2 separate regions of the Sus scrofa genome follow, and region 1 is linked to region 2. A link is a contact called in public Hi-C data. All regions are on one chromosome and are shown on one strand. Each heading gives the region's core, a stretch centred on a gene start, on an enhancer-like site or on the middle of the called end of the contact. The rest is flanking DNA. Distances are from core to core; before and after follow the strand shown. Region 1 overlaps INPP4B (type II inositol 3,4-bisphosphate 4-phosphatase). Region 2 overlaps INPP4B (type II inositol 3,4-bisphosphate 4-phosphatase).

Region 1 (3,046 bases), core at 428-2,927, 290 kb after region 2:
GGTAAATATAGGGTAAGGAGGAGTGGGGTAAGAATTTGAATTACGTTGGTGTTGGTGATACATAAAAGAAACTCTTTTTAAGTTTTGGTTTTCTGTTTGTTTAGCCAAAAAACCAAAAAAAAAAAAAAAAAAAAAAAAAAACCAAACCAAAAACAACCCAAACAAACCCCAAAACAAAACAACACTTGGAAGAATGGTCACCAAGAAGGATGATGGTGAATACCATTCATTATGTGCTCTGATTTATCTTCCCATTATCTTAGAGAAATGGCAGTTTGAGACAGAGACACCACCAGTTATTAAACACAGAATGTGACAACAATGTTCCCACTTTTATTATTTTGCTTAAATACAGCAAGGGCATACTTTATGTTCTGGACATGGCATATTCCTAAACACTTAGAGAAAAGCTAAGAGAGTAACTTCTTTGCAGCAGTGGAAAGCAATTTACAACTAAATTCTGCAGCTTCACGTCTCTTGATAATTTTTGTTCTATGGTTTCTTGTATCTAAGAGCATGAGAAATATCTTTGGTTACGGTAATAATCAAAGTCTGTGTCCTACAGCATGATTATTTGAGAATGCATTGAGTATCTTAAAAAAAGAACAACTTTTATTTCTGACTTACTTTGAAGAGAATAAACAGATATTCTGGTCAGATAATGATGATGGCTTTTTTGTTGTAACTTCTTTGACAATATTGGTTTCAGGAATACCTGGAATTATTGGAGCATAAAGCTCTTGGTTTGTCCATTTTAAAATTATAGCTGAAAAATAAAGAAGCATATGTGATTCTTTGATTCCTTAGTGGAGGGGGTAGGGGGATCTGGACAATTCTCGATATTACATTCGAGATAGAGTGATTACTATATTTCCTCTTTTCCTCACACAATTTTCCACTTCAAAGACTGTTTTTGTGGGCTGTATAATAAATCTTTATAAAATATTTGTGGGCTGTATAATAAATCTTTATAAAATATTTTATTTTTATAAATTATTGATGTTGAAAAAAACGCTCATGTTTTATATTTCCCCTGAAATATAATATCTGTATGCCTTTGCAAAAAGGTGGAAAAGACAATCCATGAGATTCTCCTTGTGACCAAATGACTCTGTTTTTAAGTGATTTGCTAAGAGAGCAGTTTAACTTTCATTCTCTTAGAGGACCATTTAGTGCTAAGCTACTGGAAGAAAGTAGATCTTTCTTCCTAAGAACCTAATGTACAAAGCAAGTTCAACAGGCAGTATGAAAAATAGCATCCCTTTTATGCCAACTTTCCTTTCTTTCCCCTCATTTGGAAAGTGACTCACAAATGTTTCTTTTGTCACTGTATATCAGATGCTTTTATTCTCTGAGGGGAAATCAAAAGAGATTTGTGGAGAAAGGGCTATCTTCTGTGATGTCAGCATTTCTATCCAAATTGAGATATATTGCTGATAATTGACCCGAGTTTATTTTAACTCAGATTATAAATAAAGGGCTATCCCCCATAACGATCTTGGCGACCAGACCGTATATGCAGTAATAGCTAATAAAGAGCCAAATATGGCGGAAATTTGGAACAGGAACAAAAAACCCAAAGGAGTGTAAAAACATGAGGAAAATAACATCTGCTCTGTGTTCCTCATTGGTGCTGGCAAGGCTGAGCTGTAAACATTAGCTTCCCAAGAGCCTGCACTGGGCTGGCTGTGAAGTGCATGAAATCACTCTGCCCTCCTGCAGAACAGCTCTTGGGAACAGGCACTCAGTGAAGTTGACACGGGGAATTCTGAAGACAGATAAGGCGCTGCTCTGCTAACCTTCTATAGCGATAGAAGGGAGAACTCTTCCTTCAAATTGTTCACTGGGGATATTTTAGATGCTCATTGCCCAGTTCTAGTCTGCCACCCTGGAGCTATGGTACTTGAAATGAGTGGGTCGCCAAACCCCTGTTGAGAAAGAGGTTCTTGTATTTCCTGATATCCCAGACTTGCACTTGTCAATTTTAAGGATGAAGCCACGAGAATAGAGGGAAGGCTTCCCAGTGCTGAGGATTTCAGGTATCTCCTTAATCATCTGCGTTAAAATAGAATTAGAAGGCAAGGCAAGTGGCTGGTCCTGGGGCTCCAGGGTAACCTGATGTGGGTCCACAAATGATGGGGTGAATGATTCTTCCTCTGAGATAAAATATTCCAAAAATAAAAGATTCTCCTTAGACAAGAGCAAACACTGAAGTGACAGGATGGTGAATGCCTTAAATTTATTAAAATGCCAAAAGTCAACCCATTTCCCTATCAAGATGATTAATGACAGAGCAATTAACTTAGGGGCTGATGGAAACAAAGGCTCCTCCTCAGTGACCTCTTTACAACAGCAGGGTTGCAACAGGGCGAGACTCTTTCTAATGTCCCCTCTTCAGACCAAATGCCCTTGTCCCCTGACACCCCTTTATCATAGCAAAGACTTCAGGATGGAGGAACATTTTCCACAAGATGGAGCCTATAGTTTATCTTTATTACGGATGTACATTTTTTCAAAATGTGTGAATATGTGTGCAGCCGCATAATGAAGCTACGATTTGGTTTATACTCATACAGCAGAGTTTACGGATTATTGTGTTTAGATGTTGTCATGCTTTTGACAATTACATTTCCCCAATTCCTCCTCCCTTCCCCTCAGGGTATCAGGGAATTGTTGTGACCTAGGATGGAAAGACTTAATGTTCAGGTGGGAATAAAACAACCTTTGCTACTCTTTGTAGAGGACTGTCCCCCCCTTTCTGAACTGCCTCTGCTCTTAGACATGTACCCAAGACTAGAAGAAAATCTCCACCTAGTACATGCTCTCCTCCTCATCTCATAAATGCTTTCATATTTCATCTTCAGTCGTTTATATTATGATATCAGAGAGGTCTCAGGAGAAAAGATCACATAAAAATGATCTGCCCACCTGTTTTAATGAATGGCTTATTTTTAATGTTTGTATTGAATTTTAATATTTTTCCTTTGGAGTTTTCCAATTTAGAAATTAAATGGAGATAATAGCATCATTGCTAATTCAACTAAGG
Region 2 (2,837 bases), core at 199-2,698:
TGTTGCACCTGTGGCATGCAGAAATTCCTGGGCTAGGGATCAAATTTGAGTCACAGTAGTGACAATGCTGAATCTTTACCCACTAGGCTACCAGGGAACTCCTAAAATTTCCTTTCCTGAAACCAGTTTTATCAAGGAAAATACTAATGTATATGTTATACCCTTATCACTTTTAAGATTTTTAAAAATTGTTTTAGTGGGTGCAGTGAGCAGACTAACTCAACTAGTACATAGGCTAAAGCAATACTTTCTTTCATATCAAAGTTGTTATATTTGAGAATTATTGTTTTGCTTTCATAAGATTATCAGTAGGTTTTGTATTTTCTGTATCTCTGTTTAGAACTGTTCTTGAAAAAAGAGTTAACCGGAGTTCCCATTGTGGCTCAGTGGTTAGTGAATCTGACTAGGAACCATGAGTTTGCGGGTTTGATCCCTGGCCTCACTCAGTGGATTAAGGATCTGGCATTGCTGTGGCTCTGGCATAAGCAGGCAGTGCAGCTCCCATTAGACCCCTAGCCTGGGAATCTCCATATGCTGCAGGTGCGGCCCTAAAAAGACAAAAAGACAAAAAAAAAAAAAAAAAGAGTTAACCAAGATTTTCTCCACGACTGTGATTGTTATTCTTTAATTATGTTAGTAGGTGATGAGGCAAACATTTGAAATCATGCTGCCATTACTTGGCCCATGTAATTTCCTGGCGCAGAGCAGATGCAGTGAGTAAGTGTGTTAATAAATGGAAGGTGTATTATTAGCCAGATGTTCAGTTAAGGCACTCCTGGCATTGAAGTTGGTGTGGAAGCACACAGCTTGCTAGCTCTGGAACAGCCATCCCATGTTTCCAGTACTTAACCCTCCAGAATAAGGTCAAGGCTGGTATGTGACCAGGGCACCTGTCCTCAGCCTGTGACTTTCTTCATCATTTGCAAATAGTTCAATGACACAGATGTATGTGAAGTATTTTGAGTTCGAGATGCTGCCAGTTTCAAACAAACTGTTTTAGCTCCACATTAAGAAACTACCTCCCACTTCCATATGCACCAGCGCGTTTCTCCTCAACATGTTCATTTGCCTGTGCGTTGATGCGGATTAAATTATACAGAGGGTCAAGTTCCCTTTGGGCGGTTCCAGACATCTGAACAACTCAGCCTGACATTCAATGACCACTTTGCTGCTGCTACTGCCGCTACTGCTGCTGCTGCTGCTGCATCCCGGATCCTTCCAACCTCATTTCCATCTGATTTCTCAGCCAGGAGTGACTTCAGAGCCCATACAACCTGGTTGATCCCCATGCCTGTGTGATTGACTTATCCCTACTTTGATGACTTGGCATTTACTGTTACTTCTCCCCTCCATTACTTCCTTATTCTTCATTTCAGAGAGCAGGATGTAGCAGGGACATTTCTCAGGAGCCAGATGGCCTGCATTCAAATCCCAGATTGCTGATTTATTATTAGCTTTTTGCCACCTGACCTTATGCAGGCTACTTCACCCATGGGATCTCATACTGCTGTCTTCTACAAAACTGTTAAAGAAATAGACTTAAATAATTAAGTGAGTTAGTAGTAACTTAGGATATTAACATTAACTTAAAATAGATACTGGCATATAGTTGGTGCTTAATTAACTATTAATTTCATTAAGGAAGTCTCAAACTTCACTTCCATAAAATTTAGTTTCAGCACACTTAGCATTCTTCATACAATGATTATTAACCTCATTGATCTGTATTTGCAGCTCTGCCTGTCCACCCTGCCAGTGCTTTTATATTTGACAGTCTACACAACTTGGTATACTATTGTCCACTTCAATAAAGTAAGAGAATAATACTTACCACAGGGTTATTCTGAAGGCAAAATTGGAGAACGAGGGTTATGACAAGATTGGTCATAACTATAATTTCATCCTGCTTTTGTTATGTATAAGAAATGGAACTAGGAGGCTTACTTACCTTGAGTGATCACATAACACTGTACATGTGTTTGGCGGGTGATGGCTGAGGAGGTGATGAATTCACCTTTAGAATTATTGAGGATGGCGAGATGGCAAAACGAAATCAAACAGGAATGGAAATATGGAACTGAGTTCAAAAGAGAAGTTACTACCTGAGATGGAGTTTGGAAAGTTATGGAATTTGCCTGAAGCTTTCTAAGAGGATGAACAACTCGTCTGAGGGAGTACAGACAGGGAAGGTTGTTCATGAAAGAATGCCACCCCGCATACACTCACCACACACACACACATACACACACACACTCACTGATGAGAGGAGTGAAGCTCATGATCATGTGCTTCTCCAGTTTTTGTAAAGATAAGGTGTATAATAATGTTTTCTTGGAGTTAATGCATTAAAATCCCACAGTTGAAAATAGCCTCAGACATAAAATTATTATGTCTGAAAATACTAGGACAGATAAAATTACTCTTGTTCCAACTTATTTTTTTAGGGCTGCACCTGCAGCATGTGGAAGTTCCTAAGCTAGGGATCCAATAGGAGCTACAGCTGCCAGCCTACACCACAGGCACAACAGTGCCAGATGCCACAGACTGGAGCTGTATCTGGGACCTACACCGCAGCTTGCAGCAACACCAGATCCCCAACCCACTGAGCAAGGCCAGGGATCGAACCCGCATCCTCAAGGATGCTAGTTGGGTTCTTAACCTGCTGAGCCACAACGGGAACTCCCTCTCTTGTCCCAACTTTTGAACTGATATAAATATCGCTAACAATGACAATTAATCATTTGATTAGAATGTTACTGTCTATTTTTCCTGAAAGAAGTTGGATGTTTGATCCAATTGGTGATACGGTAGCTGGGCGTAGATCAGATATTGATAGA

The links. A called contact is a pair of places that touch in the nucleus more often than the background predicts.
Region 1: a contact with region 2 is called in a Hi-C map of skeletal muscle, with 4 times the contacts expected there. The contact joins two enhancer-like sites. A contact is called at or near these places in 1 of 5 promoter capture datasets (liver), 8 of 47 Hi-C or Micro-C datasets (alveolar macrophages, embryonic fibroblasts, heart right ventricle and 4 more) and 1 of 2 datasets of contacts at active chromatin or transcription factors (skeletal muscle).

What each region holds. Positions count from the first base shown.
Region 1 is chr8:85,238,729-85,241,774 of Sscrofa11.1, forward strand. All of the region lies in intron 7 of INPP4B (type II inositol 3,4-bisphosphate 4-phosphatase), which reads left to right. Among named protein-coding and RNA genes, the nearest start is that of INPP4B, 430 kb to the left of the region's middle. Within about 2 kb of position 1,678, at least 15 of the 83 cell types and tissues checked have an H3K27ac peak or open chromatin away from gene starts, as enhancers often do. A contact at or near this core is called in skeletal muscle, where this site is marked.
Region 2 is chr8:84,947,318-84,950,154 of Sscrofa11.1, forward strand. All of the region lies in intron 2 of INPP4B (type II inositol 3,4-bisphosphate 4-phosphatase), which reads left to right. Among named protein-coding and RNA genes, the nearest start is that of INPP4B, 140 kb to the left of the region's middle. Within about 2 kb of position 1,449, at least 1 of the 83 cell types and tissues checked has an H3K27ac peak or open chromatin away from gene starts, as enhancers often do. A contact at or near this core is called in skeletal muscle, where this site is marked.